2 separate regions of the Mus musculus genome follow, and region 1 is linked to region 2. Evidence: chromatin contacts called from public Hi-C data. All regions are on one chromosome and are shown on one strand. Each heading gives the region's core, a stretch centred on a gene start, on an enhancer-like site or on the middle of the called end of the contact. The rest is flanking DNA. Distances are from core to core; before and after follow the strand shown.

Evidence for each region. Hi-C and Micro-C count contacts between places; a contact is called where the count stands out from the background.
Region 1: a Hi-C map of uterus shows a contact between it and region 2, with 2.4 times the contacts expected there. The contact joins two enhancer-like sites. A contact is called at or near these places in 3 of 484 Hi-C or Micro-C datasets (nephron progenitors and uterus), 1 of 115 datasets of contacts at active chromatin or transcription factors (pancreatic cancer cells) and 2 of 9 other capture datasets (adipose tissue and pancreatic islet).

Annotation. Positions count from the first base shown.
Region 1 is chr6:54,759,401-54,766,738 of GRCm38.p6, reverse strand. No RefSeq gene overlaps it. Among named protein-coding and RNA genes, the nearest start is that of Znrf2, 54 kb to the left of the region's middle. Within about 2 kb of position 5,983, at least 141 of the 459 cell types and tissues checked have an H3K27ac peak or open chromatin away from gene starts, as enhancers often do. A contact at or near this core is called in uterus, where this site is marked.
Region 2 is chr6:54,568,536-54,575,221 of GRCm38.p6, reverse strand. No RefSeq gene overlaps it. Among named protein-coding and RNA genes, the nearest start is that of Scrn1, 5.5 kb to the right of the region's middle. Within about 2 kb of position 1,806, at least 22 of the 459 cell types and tissues checked have an H3K27ac peak or open chromatin away from gene starts, as enhancers often do. A contact at or near this core is called in uterus, where this site is marked.

The sequences.
Region 1 (7,338 bases), core at 4,734-7,233, 190 kb before region 2:
CATAAAGACAAATAAAACTATTTTGTTGTTCTTTCTGTGGCTTCCTACCCACATGTGAGAGACTATGTTAAACATGGGAGGTACCTTTTTTGCAGCTTCCTGCCCTCTTATCCTCTCAAGCAACATCGAGGTCTGTGATCTAGACTAAGTTCCTACATTCAGACCCAACACACAAGGAAAAGCATCAAAATGGAGTTTCTTGTGCTGAAGTTCATATCACCAAGTGCATGTCTTTGTGAAGCTGTTGGGTCCTTGGGAATGAGTTACAGACAGGTGTGAGCTACCATGTGGGTGCTGGGAATTGAGCCTAGGTCCTCTGGAAGAACAGTCAGTGCTCTTCACCACTGAGTCATCTCTCCAGCCCCTCACTTGGGATATTTTTTCCCTAGCTCTGTCTAACTCCCATATTTGAACAAAAATTTCAGCATACTCAGAATTACATATCTACAGTTTTCCTCTGCTCAGACACCAAACACGTTTCTTGATACTATTTTATAGCTGTTTGCAGTATCCCTAGTAATGTATCGCCACAGATTATTCTACCACCCCACCACACACCCAGACATTATCTTATTGGAATGTCTTATTCTGCAGTAGATCACGTTCACTTTCCAAATAGCTATACTAAAATATAACTGGTACACAATAATTCTGCAAATTCAAACATTCAGTTTGACAAGTTTAATGTATAATGTGTATGTGTGTGTATGTGTAGACCCCAGACACCATCACTACAATCAAGATAAAAACGCTCCTATACCTTACCTTCTATCCTCTACACACACTTCCTCCTTCTTCAGCTCTCACCTGCCTCTCGTGGTCACATTTGTTTGATAGATGTTATCTGGACCCCAGTTGTCTTGCACAGGAATTCATAGACTTACAGTGACAGAATGTGATGAGTTTCATTTTATACCATTTCAGACCTAAGCCTTAGAAAGCACACAAGTACCTCCTCACTCTCTCTCTCTCTTCCTACCCCTTCCATTTTCTACTTTTCTTTCTTTTTCCTTTCTTTTTTTCCAGTGCTGGGAATGGAACCCAGAACTCTATCTCCTCAGAGTGACAACGCAGCCCATGCTAACAGTGTCTGCTTGTGTGTTGGATTGTTTCCTCTCAGAACCTCACTGCCATGCCATGAGGAAGCCCAGACAGACAAATAAATGGAGAAGACTGGGTGAGGACTCAGGCCCCTAACTAATAGCCCCAGATGAGCTTTGGGCAGTGGCAGCACCCATGGCTAGCTATTTGGATCGACTGGCATCTTGCTGCTTCAGTTAACACCAAGAATTAAGCCCAAGAACTGTTCTGGCAGCCCACAGATCCCAGGGAATCAACCATTATAGTTTATGTCACTAAGTTTTAGTGTGGTTTGTTGTGTGATCATTAGTAAGTGAAACAAACGGAGAATAGAAGCAATTGCTGTTAGGATAGATTCTTAACTCTGTGCTGCTTTCTTTTTGCTTTCTTCATATCTAACCTTTTTCTCCTTCCTTCCTTCCTTCCTTCCTTCCTTCCTTCCTTCCTTCCTTCCTTCCTTCCTAGGGAGCAAACCCAGGGCCTAATGAGTGGTGGGCAAGCAATCTACCTGAGGTGTGATCCACCCTAGAGCTGAACTTGACAAGGTCCACTGTCCTTAACCTTTCATCTTGGGTCCACTCTTAGAATTGAGTCTCTGGTCTAGTTTTCCTTTGAACATGCTAGCATTAGGGTCACAAGGGGATTGCTTGTTGCATAACCAAGAAGTAGGCTTTACATCCTCATCTTCTATGCCACATCAGTAGCATTTCTTTCTGTAAATCACTCCCTTCTTTCTTTTTCCTACATGAGTTGAGGAGAGATGATGTCAGAGTAGCCATTATTTTAGAAAAAAAAAGAATGGTAGCATCAAAACATCCAACTGTCATGCATGCAGCACAGTTGGGATGTTGGCTCAGTTTGGTGACACTGTCAGTGACACGGTTCCTTTCTATCTTGTTGTTCCAATACCACTATGTGTTCCATTTGTTTATATAGCACCAGATATCTCTTCCTACCTCCTCATTCCACTACTGGAAAAGGGAACTACCTGTGGAGGGCATACATCTCCCTGGTCAGATAAAAGCCTGTAGGTGCATCCGCTGTATCCACACTCTTTAGCTGGAACAGAGTCTTAGGGTCACACTAGCAGCAACAGAATTGGGAAATGAAGTCTCTAGCTTGAATGGTCATGCATCTAGCTAAAAATAATACCACCATGGGTGAAAGGAGGAAGGGACATATAACCTGTTTTTCCATCCAGAAGGCTGGGAATTGGAGCTGACTATCAGCCTGGTGATCTGCATTACCTGTTGGGCTGGGCCAGATCAAGTTCCCACAACCAAGCCTGGAGGTGGTAGTAGTCTAAATGACCTGTACGTCATCTATATAGCCAGGGGCTCCCCCAGGTTCCCACAATTAGGACTTTAGGTAGCTAAGTGCCCAAATTATCTCCACTTAAGACTAAGACTGTGACAGATCCTTCCCTAAGCCCTTTAGATAGTACATGTATCCTATTTTTAGAACCTAGCTTCTTGGAAAAATGACATGTACTTTGAGTTTCAATGTAATTATGCCATCTTGTATACCAGGAATTGTATTATACCGGGAAATTTTTTTTCCAAATTGTACTATGTTTAAATATGCTGGCAATAAATTTCTTGGCATCAGATTTCCTAGAAGTTTGGTCCAATCTGGTTGGCTAGGTCAGGCTGAACTGAGTTTTTATTGTCACTTCTTTGCAGTTCATTTTCCTGATTGCCCTGATGCCTGCAGGGAGCCCCACAACCATATCCTTTAAATTGTGTGCTTGTGTGTGTGTGTGTGTGTGTGCACGCAGCACGCGCACGTGTACTGCTATACCTTTCACAGAATAAAGTGCCTGTTCTTTTAGACTTTGTTCAGCTCTTTCTTCTACCCCATAAATTCTTGGCTATGGTTAGTTGAGTGAGTCTTGAAGCTTCTGAACTTTGGTCAATGCATTTTTTCTTTGTGGATTGTCTCTCCCTGGCCTCCCTCTTGACATTCACTTTTCTGCCTGTGTGTTGATTGTGGCTCTGCCGTGTTTCTTGTTTGACTGACTGCTTCTTTCCTTTCCAGAGCTTCTGTTCAGTTTTCTCAGCATTTCAATTCCCTTGCTCTTTATCTTCCCCTTTTGAATTTATCCTTCACATTACCGATGGTTTCACCCACACCAGTAACACTCTTCTCTAGGTCCTGAATTAATCCCCTTATTTCATTGTCTTACCCGAATCACCTATATGGCCCGTAGTGTTTTTGAGAGACGGAATTCTGCATCTTCCTGGCATTTCAGGTTCTTGACATCTTTGGTTTTCATAGTTGAGTTGTGAGCCTGTGCAGCTGTCACGGAAGGTCGTCTCATGTGATTTTGGGTTTCCTGGTTGTGTTTGGTGCATCTATTGGGATGACTGTGTTCTGCAGTTTTATCTTCCCTGTTTCTTACTCTTTCTATTTGTTTCATCTATGAGTCTTTTTGGAGAGTTGCCTTCACTTGGAATTCTGCTGCTGCTGCTGTGTGTGTGTGTGTGTGTGTGTGTGTGTGTGTGTGTGTGTGTGTGTGTATGTGGCAGGGGTGGGGTGGGGGTACAGTGGTGACTGTTTATAAAAAAGATAAAGGGAGAAGGAGTGTGTTTTGGTGGAGGTGTAGTCAGGTGTGGGGGGAGGGGGAGCCTTGGTGGGCCCTTGCTGAGGCACCCCTTCCCTCTGAGGACCAGCCACAGGATGGTACAGTAGGGAATAGAGTGTATTCGGGGCGTGGGCAGGGGAGTTGAGAGGGTAGTAGAGACAAAGAACGGGGCGGGGGGAGGTCGAGAGAGAAAGAGAGAGAGAGAGAGAGAGAGAGAGAGAGAGAGAAAGAGAGGCCGGCCATGAGAGAGGAGGGAGGGGAATGGGGAGAGAGGGGGGAAGGGGAGAAATGGGCAGAGTGGGCTTGGCCTAAGAAGGCAAGAGCAAGAGTAGGTGGAGTCAGGCACACCTGGCTATTGCCAGTAACTGTGGGGGCAGAGCTTAGACAAATGCTAACAGTGACACAGTGGTTTGCCAGTGGCACTGGTGTTGATGGCTTCACTTGTGTCTCTGATAAGGTTGTGAGACACTGGCACCTGGGTACGTGTGCAGAGGAGAAGATTGTCACAGTTTCTTTAGAGATAAAGGTATGGGTATCTAAACAGTGAAGTGAGGACAGACGAGTACTCGGGGTAAAGGACAAATGGGAAGGCAGGTCAGAGGAGTGAGGATGGAGAAGCAAAACTGCAAACTAGAAAAGGAGGATACCACCAGGAAGGCTTTGTGGTCAGGGGTCAGCTAAAATTCAACAAGCTCACAGCTAAAGGTTGTTTACTCGGCCCAAGTTCCAAGTATTTAGTTAAATAAAAATACGCAGTAATGTTAGAAGGCACTGAGCCTTAGCAATTCTTCCACACAGGGATGCTTCCTGTGCCCTTGGACCATCCTTTGCATGGGTCTCCTGGGGTGCCTGTGGACAGGGGGAAGTGCTAGGCTTAGTAACTCCCCGCCCACAAGTTAGGTCAGCATGTCCTATCAGAGGAGGGTTCCATTGGCTGATATCCACTTCTGCCTAAACTCCCTGATCTGAGACCGCCTGCCAGCAAGTTACAGTCTCGCCTCTGCCATTTTGCTGACACTCAAGCCTCTCTGTGATGGAGACTCTGGGGAGACACGCAAGGCTTGCCCATCTGAGCATCCCTGTGGCCTTCAGGCCCCTACACTGGATTCCACAGCATCCTCCTGGCACTGGTTTGGGCTATGGCAAATAGCTCCAGGTCTGGGCTTTAGGTTTTCTGGCCACATTTCTGCGACTTCACTCTGGCACCTACCCTGCTCCAGTTTGCAATCCGTGCATGCCTGTCCAGTCCTTGGTGGCTTTCCCACAACCCAGATCTCTCTTCACAGCACTGCCTATGGGAGCATTGTGCTGGCACCTACCATTTATGTTGGTCACCTGGCCTCTGTATCTCAACTGGGGACTCCAGTGGCCCACCTCTTCTGAAGAGAAATTCCCACCTCTGATTATTTCTGCCTTTCTCTTAGAAGAAGGAGATTTATATTGTTATTTTCAAACCAATCCCTTTACTTATTTTTGTAATCCGCTTACTCAGATGCAGGGTCTAATATGCCATTTTAGTTGCATGAAGACTGTTTTGAGGCAGGCTCTGGCCCAGGCTCACCTGAAACTAGCCCAGCCTAGATTCTAATTAGTAATTGTCCTCCCTGGGCCTTCCAAGTACAGGCATATGTCACCATAGGCAGCTTGTTGGAAATTCTCGAAGTTTGATTATTGTTAACATGCTTTATCTTTCTCCATTCTTATGTGTAACATATAGTTGGGTCTCTGGCAGCACTGTTTATTCAGGTCATTGCCATTTAAAATGATCATTACCTGTGACAGAGCAGCAGAAGGGAGGGGCCAGTAAGGTCTGGCATGGAGAAGGGGTGTGGGGAAGGGGAAAGAATAAAGTGTAATCACACAGCTGTGTGAAAACACCATAGAGAAGCACACTTCGGATAGGTAATTTCTCCGAAGCTGGTGAAATGAGCCAATTCAAACCAGATTAGACTATATTAAAGGCAGGTTTGTTGGGAAGCTGCTCCCAGGCAAGTTCACTGGCTCCAAGGATTGAGGTCAGGGGTGTCACCATGGGGAGAGGGGCGAGGAGAGGGATGAGAAAGAGAGAAAGGCTGTGAACAGAGAGAGGAGAGAAGAGAGAGGAAGAGGAGGAGAGGAAGGCCAAAATGTCTGGAATATATAGGGAGGAGCCTGTGGGTGAAGGGCAGCCCACCCCTAGGCTGGAAAGTTCAAGACTGGGAACAGGGTATGCCAGGTAGGGACTGAGGGATGCTGGGAGAACCTGGAGGCCAGGTCTGTTGTGTTAGAATGGAGGCTTGAGTCAGGACAGACCACATCAAGCCAAAGCAGCAACATGTGGTGGAAGAGGGCAAAGGAGGCAGCGAAGAGGAGCCAGAATGTGGTGTTGGAGCCAACCAAGAGTTTCTATTTGGGATGATGAAAGATTTCTGGAAACAGATAATGTTAATAGTTACACTGTAAATATGCCTAATGGCCCGGAATGATACCTTTAAAGATGGTTTGAAATAGTAAATGTCACTTAGTGTTTTTATCTTCAAAGGGGAAAGGAGGTAAAGAGAGTAAGAGGACTGGAGTGAAGGGGGGTGGGGGTGGGGGTGGGGAATGGGGGTGGGGGCGGCTTCCATCTGGAGTGCTCCTGCTTTCTGCCACAGCAGCAAAACTGGGTGTTAGAAGAACCTGTAGGAAACAAAGCCAGTTCTCAGCTTCAGGAACTGCGAAGTCAAAGCTGAATAAGGAAGTGTTTCATCTGTTTAATTAGCATAGTTAATGTAATGTAAATAACAGAGGCTAGGAAGTGACAGGAGGTGGGAGGAGGGGCAAAGCAGCAAACACAAAAAGTCAGTGTGAATGGTGCAAAGATGACAGACACGGAGACAGAAGGGCTGATAAAAGTCGGATTCGGCTCACTCCAAAGACCTGAGGACAGACAGCAACGTGACAACGGAGACGCCACGTGCCGGCAAGCTAAGTGGGTGTAGTGTGGAGACTCTTTGTTTAAAGTTCATTTGAGATTGGTGTCAGTGGAGCAACAGTGATAGGAAAGGCAGACCCAGGAGAACAGCTGACTCAGTCACTCCCACCAGGTGCCTGACAGGCTTGCAGTAAACACAGGCTTTACACACCCCGGAGGATCCTGCTGCAAATTAAAACACAACCTTAACTGTGCACATGGCACCAACTCTTTGTGTCTGCAGACACTTTGAAGATCAGAGGTCTCTTCTTTTCCCCTTAAAAGTAAAACCAGTTTTGTTTTTAACTGAACCAACAGGAGCAAAGATTTCGGCTAGTTATTCATGATGTTGTTTTCCCCTGCGCTCACCATACTTTCCCAGGTCATTTTGACCTTCCCCTTGCCTAGCAACCGTCTCCCACTCCTGATGAATACTTCTTTCTCTTGCCACGTAAATTTTCTAATGGTTTACTCTACCTGGTAGCTATTGAACACCGAGAGAAAGTGTTAATTCATGGATAGAAGGGGACTGGAGTCTCAGGCGTTTGTCAACAGCCTGAAACAACAGATGTTGAGAAGTTCTGCAAGCCTGGTCCTGTGGGAAGAGAACCACAACCCATCAGTCATGTCTGCAGGGAACAGGCAGTTCCAGAACCAGAACCATCTCTTGGTCAGCCCAGTCGCTACTTCTTTTAGCCATAGTCACAAATAGTTCATTCTTGTCTAGGGTCCAGCTCTGTTC
Region 2 (6,686 bases), core at 557-3,056:
CTGCAAGGCTTAGCAATCACCTGGGGGAACCTTTGCTTACCAATTCTCTCTGTTCCTGTGCTGCTGGTAACAGTTCTGATACACGAGGGATGGCTTTAGTGCATCGAGTCAGCCCGTAGTAGATAAACCAACCTTAAGTGCCTGCAAGCTAGCCTCACATCAATTTTGTTTTACGACTTAAAGAGAAATCACACAAGACCTTTGCCAGGCTTTTCCCAGCAATCCAGATAAAGTAAATGGGGTCCTGTTAGTCTCTGGTGACAGCTACATTATCCCCCACTAGGGGATTTCTGGGAACTTATAAAAGTAATTTCGTTAATTGAAATTTCCATACTGTAGTAGGAAACAGATAATTTCTTCAGTAAACAGTTGCCGTAAAATGGGCATGAGCAAAATGCAAAGCAAGACATCAAGGGCCACTTTCATCATCACAAGGGAGGAGAGTAAGGTGACTTACCCTTTGTGGACCGTTCCAACTTCTTAGAGACATTTTCATTTATTTGCCAGCTCTATTCTTGCCTGTGCAAGTTATGTTAATGGAGCCCTGAGTATGGTTTTTGCCCCTATTTAGGAGACTGGAATATAATGGTCCACTTTGTATCTGGGGCTCCTTCTTATGGGATCATGTGTCTTCTGGAATTGTTAGGTGTTGTTTTTCTGCCAAACTCAGTCTGTTTAAGGTGATTTTCAGGTGGCCTGTCAGCAGCTAAATTTAAGTTAACAGTTAAATTTTTGGGGAAGGGAGATGGCACAGAGGGAAAGAGGCTTGATGTGCAAGCACAAAGAACTGAGTTTGAATCTTCAACACCCATGGAAAGGACATGTGTACATCTGGTGGTCCAGCAGTAAGAGATGGCAGAGACAGGTGGATTCCCAGCCTGTCTAGCTGGAAGGATAAGCTCCGGGTTCAGAGAGAGACTATGCCTCAATTAAATAAGTTAAAAAAAAAAGTAAACAGACAGACAAATAAAGTGGAGAGCAATAGTGAAAGACCCAAAATTAAATTAAGCTCTGTTCTCCATACCAATACACACAGGCAAGTGCCAATATACATAGACACACAGACACACAGACACACATACTCAGAGAGAGACAGAGAGACAGACACGCACACAGAGATAGAGAGACAGAGAGAGACAGAGATACAGAGAGACACAGAGAGAAACACAGAAGGAATTAAACTATGTAGAATAACCAGGAGAAATGTAAGAACAAATATGAGTAAAAATACCCTTTTCGATAATCCTTAAATTGTTTTTCTCTCCTGTATGATTTTTACTGAATTTTATAAAGTACCGCTTTCCACAAGATGCCCGACTTTTTTTCCCTTGCCTCCTGTGGAAGTAGCTAAGGCTTTCTGCTTTGTGTCCTAGTCTTTAAAGAGAATTAAGCAGCTTGCTGAAGTTAAGTGATTCTTACATTAAGACTGAGCAGTAAATCAACTGCTTGAGTTTTTTTTTCTAACATTTTATTGCTATGGCAACAGTATCTCCAAAGCTATTAAATCTTAGTGGTTTATTTCCTCAGAGTTAAGTGGTGTTCATTGGGTTTCTAATATTTCTTTTTTGGAGAGTTGAGTTATTTTTAGTTTAGAGTTAATAGGTAGTGCAGTAGTTTTGTCCCCAATGCTCGGTGCACTGCACAATAGTCCTTGTTTTATTTTAATTAATTTGTTTGACAATTTTGTTCATGCATATAATGCATTCTAGTCATGTTCGTCCCTCCACCCTCCTATCTTCTCACTCCCAGCAACCCCTCTTCCTCCTCCCACCCGGGGGAGTTAGCAGTGTGTGGGAAGGGAGGGGAAGGGCATGCCGAAGCACAGGGAGTCATTGTTTTCAGTGATACAGGAATTAGTCAGGTTTTGTGGACAGCTCCACACTTGAGCTCATGTGAGTAGCCTGTATTAAACCAAGTGGATCACAAAGTAAAGACAACCCCTCTCTCTCCTTTCTCTCTCTCTCTCTCTCTCTCTCTCTCTCTCTCTCTCTCTCTCTCTCTCTCTCTCCTTTCTCTTCTCTCACTCTCTCTCCTTTCTCTTCTCTCTCTCCCTCTCTCCTTTCTCTTCTCTCCCTCTCTCTCCCTCTCTTTCTCCCTTCTCTTCTCTCACACTCTCTCTCACACATACACAAAGAGAGAGAGAGAGAGAGAGGGAGAGAGAGAGAGAGTTGGTATATAGCTCAGGTGGCCTTGAAATCCTCATCTTTCTGTTACTATGTCTCAAGTATGGGAGTAGAAGGGAGTTCTCCTGTCCAGGTTGTGAGCTCTCACTAGTCCAGTCAGCTTTAGAATAGTCTCCTAGCTCTATAGCCTTTGACACAGTTAGTTAGAGAACATTTTATTTCACTGCCTTGAAAACAAACCCTCACATCATCTTCTGCTCCTTCCCCTGAGCTAAGCAGCCACCAGTCCACTCGTTCTATGGATTTCAAGCATTTCCATAATTCTTAAAATGCAACCCTTTCTTTATGTTCAAAGTAAGGACAGCTTATCTAATAATCTTATTTGACAGTAATTTCTGTTTCAAATTTTGTTTTAATATAAGTGCTGTTTGAAGGCCAGCCTGGTCTACAAAGTGAGTTCCAGGACAGCCAAGGCTATACAGAGAAACCCTGTCTCGAGAAAAAAAAAAAAGTGCTGTTTGAAATTTAAAGGTGAACTGGCTATGAATCCCAGTCCTAAGGAATAAATCAAGCCTACACATTTGAAATGTCAGACTGTGCACATATAAGCACTAGTGCCTATCTATGGCACATGGGCAGAGAATAAGCAGCGAAGACCTGGATCTAGGGTTATATTCAGGGTAAAAAAATACGAAAGAAAGTGAAGAGTAGCAAGGAATCTAAACACTAAAATATTTCCACGACCCTGCACTACTCCCAGTTCTGAGAGCCACACAACTCATCCAACATGATGTTAAATGAAACCTTTTTTCCTTTATGATTTTTTGGTCTTTGGAAAATTGAAGAGTACCCAAGCAGCATTGTGAAATTTCATAATTCTCTCAATGGAGAGTGATTGCCTAATTGCTCATAGCAAGAGATAAGTGTTCCTGCAACCCTATAGGTGGAACAACATTATGAACTAACCAGTACCCCGGAGCTCTTGTCTCTAGCTGCATATGTATCAAAAGATGGCCTAGTCGGCCATCACTGGAAAGAGAGGCCCATTGGACTTGCAAACTTTATATGCCCCAGTACAGGGTAATGCCAGGGCCAAAAAGGGGGAGTGGGTGGGTAGAGGAGTGGGGGGTGGGTATGGGGGACTTTTGGTATAGCATTGGGAAATGTAAATGAGGAAAATACCTAATTAAAAAAAAAAGAGATAAGTGTTCCTTTAGTTAAGACAAAATTCCTATAGCAATTTAAACCAATAGTTTGGCTGTCTGAAGAACTGGAAATTACCTAATAGAAATCTGCTTACAAAGTAACTTTTTCAGTGAGCAGTGTTAAAACTTCAGGTAGAAGATGTTCACACTGGAAAACACACTGGTAAACTTAAACTATCAAAAAAATGTTTTCAGGGGTTGGAGCACTGGCTCAGCAGGAAGGCACACTGACTGCTCTCCCATAGGATCCGGGTTTGATTCCGAGCGCTCACACGCCCATTCTAATCACCCACAAACGCTCCAGTTCCAGGGAATCCGACACCCTCCTTGTGGCCTCCAAGAACACCAGGCACTCAGATGGTACGTGTATATACATGAAGTTAAAAACACTCATACACATAAAAAAAAAAAAAAAAAAACAATAGTTTCCAGTATTACTAGAATATTAAAAACAAGTTTCACTTTTAAACTGCACATGGTACAAGGTGGATGATTTCCACACATAGAAACATAAAAAAAATCTGGGCTGGGATATAGCTCCGTGGTAGAGTAAGTTTATAGACTCTTTATATAGAGAGTGCCTATATACACACACGTATCTGCATACATTTTATGACAGCAAAGAACGGTGAAACTCCAAATCTGATTTGATGTTTGGCTGGGTTTTGATCATTAGAAGACCAGGTCTTAGCAGCAACCCTTCAAAATATCTGCACAATTAGTTAAACTTGTGAGTGACTCCTGTGGTGGTTTGAACGAGACATGTTTCCTAGAGGTTCACGGATTTTAACCCTCGGCCCCCTGTTGTTGGTGCTGTTTAGGAGGCTGGAACCATTAGACCGTAGAGCCTTGCTGAAGGCAGTGCATTACTGAGGATGCGCCAGCATACAAAGTGGATTGGATTTTGGAAATCTGACTGCAGCTGTGAGCAAATGAAGAAATGATAGACAGATGTGAGAAGTTCGGTCATGTGAGCTCTAAGAGCCACGCCTACTCCTTCCACAACCAAGATCCTCAGTGCTTATTCTGTTCCACACAGGAGAGGGGTTAGCTGGTCTTGGTCGGAGGTCTTCTGTAGGTGAGCAATCTCAGGCAGTGAGCGTCCAGGAGGAAGAAGCCACAGTTGCTAGTTTTTGTTTACACACTGCTCAGTCTTTCTTAAGCACAGGTGCTTGGACTGGAAGGAGAAGCCTGACCCATGTGGTGAGAGGCTTTGCCAATTCCCATGGGTCTGAGGCCTTAGTCCCTGTCATGGCTGAGCCTGTGTCATTAGTACATTCAGGAGTGACATCAGTCACTCAGGACTTCTGCTCTTTGCAGAGGAAGGTTCTGAGAGCTTATGGCTTCACCCCATCTCTTGTTTGCTCTCTCTGCTTCCTGTGCATGGATGAAGATGTCATCTCTCGGCTTCCTGTCCCAGCCGCCTGCTGCCACACCTCCCCTGTCAATATGTACTCTCCTTCTGAAACTCTTAAGGTCAAATAAACTCTTTCTTCCTTAAGTTGTTTTTAGTCAAGGTGTTTTATCACAATGACAAGAAGAAACTGATATAATCCCTAAAGGCAAAGCCCATAATACATGTATATTTTAAACTAGGAGTATTTATAAGCTATATTTTACTTAAAATTAATTATGAAGTATCGATTAAAACATGTCCCTTTGCCCAATACAATTTATATCTAAAAGGCTTGATGGATTATTTAAGTTGTAAATGTAACTAAAAATAGAGTTTAACAGCAAATGCTTTGTGTTACCTATATTCGGCATGCACAGTAATTCTGTAAATTGCCTTAAGGGCATCCTAAAGGTCTGTAGTTACTATGGTAACCTAAGCATGGTGCTAGGATGGAGATGGGTGACTGATGAATCTTCACTGGTGCTGTTCTTTCTCATCCTTCCCTGGCTCCACTGTCAGCTCCTTCCCGTGAGTCCTCTAAGCATCCTCTTAGGGCAATTGTGAGGCTTTCCAGCCCGCACATAAGTGCTGCCTCCACATTAAGTCGTCCAGCTCGTCCCCGTGAGATCTGCAAAGTGACAGGCCTATTTTTCCCTCACTGCTATTTATACAGAAAGGAAGCACTGAGCAGAAAAAGACCCCTACACACACTATGCTAAACGTGCTTCTAATTTGTCTGTTGTTTCAGAGCCCTTAAAGTCATAGCACAGCGTATTTTAGATAGGAAAAGTCAAATCGTGGGCGATCATCTTTAAACAGTCTGTTCTGGTTCTCTTCATTTATGACCATCCCTTAAGCTTGTTAACATTTCTTATCTGTTTATAACCCTTATGCTCCCCAAATAACACATGCAATAAATATAAGCAGACAGACAGTCTGCCCTCAGGCTTCACATCTGTGGATTCAAATCAACAAAGGTAGAATATTCTGTTTGGTACATTTTATACCACCCATTGTGTGTTTTCTTTTAAACCCTTAAATATACTCATAATATTCTAATGGTGGTTTTAAGGTACTTCATATGCTAACCCCATAATTTCTTTCAGTTTTAGTCTGTTTTGGTTGACTGGTATGTTTTCTCCTTGTCTTGTAATTTAGATGCTAGACTTATTTTGTTTTGGATTTTGTGCCAGAGGCGCAGGACTTTTATTCAGCTCCACAGTTTCCTTATTCCTCTTTCCAAGTCACGCTGCATAGAGATGGTAAAAATATTCTCCTGTCTTTGAATGCAGAGATTCCTAGCATTAGATTTATGCTTAGGACCCAGATCCATTTCTATTTTATTTCTGCAAATGGGGAAGAAAGTACCACTTTTTTTCAATGCATGAGCACGAGTTTCTCAGTCCCATTTTGATTACTTCCCCTGAGTTACTTTGCTGTAGTTAAAAATTAAAAAAAAAAAAAATCAACCATGTGTCTTGTACCATGCAAGTCTATTTGGGCTGCATGGCTCATGAATCTCTCTTATGTCAACACTACATTCTCTTGGCTGGTGTAGCTTTATAGTGAGTCCTAAAATAAGGGAGTTTACGTCGTCCAACGTTAGTTTCTTTTAAAACTGCTTTTAGGTGTTCATCCCAATAAATTTTAGAATCCGCTTGTCAGTTTCTGCTTTTAAAATCTCTACTGGTGTTAAGTTTAATAGATAGATGATTTTGGAGAAATTTTCCATCAAGTTGAGTTCCTAATTTATGACAATGTTTCTTCATTTATTTGTTACCCTCAGATTTATACTGGGGAAGAGAAGTCATATGCAGGACCAGTTATGATGTCGTTAGGATTGTATATTTTGCATGTTCCCAAATAATTTTATTTTAATCGTACTGGTTATCAATAAAAAAAAAATAGAAGTGCACCTATAGTGTTTTCTCTGAGGAGAGGGAGGGGTTATGTGCGTCCCTC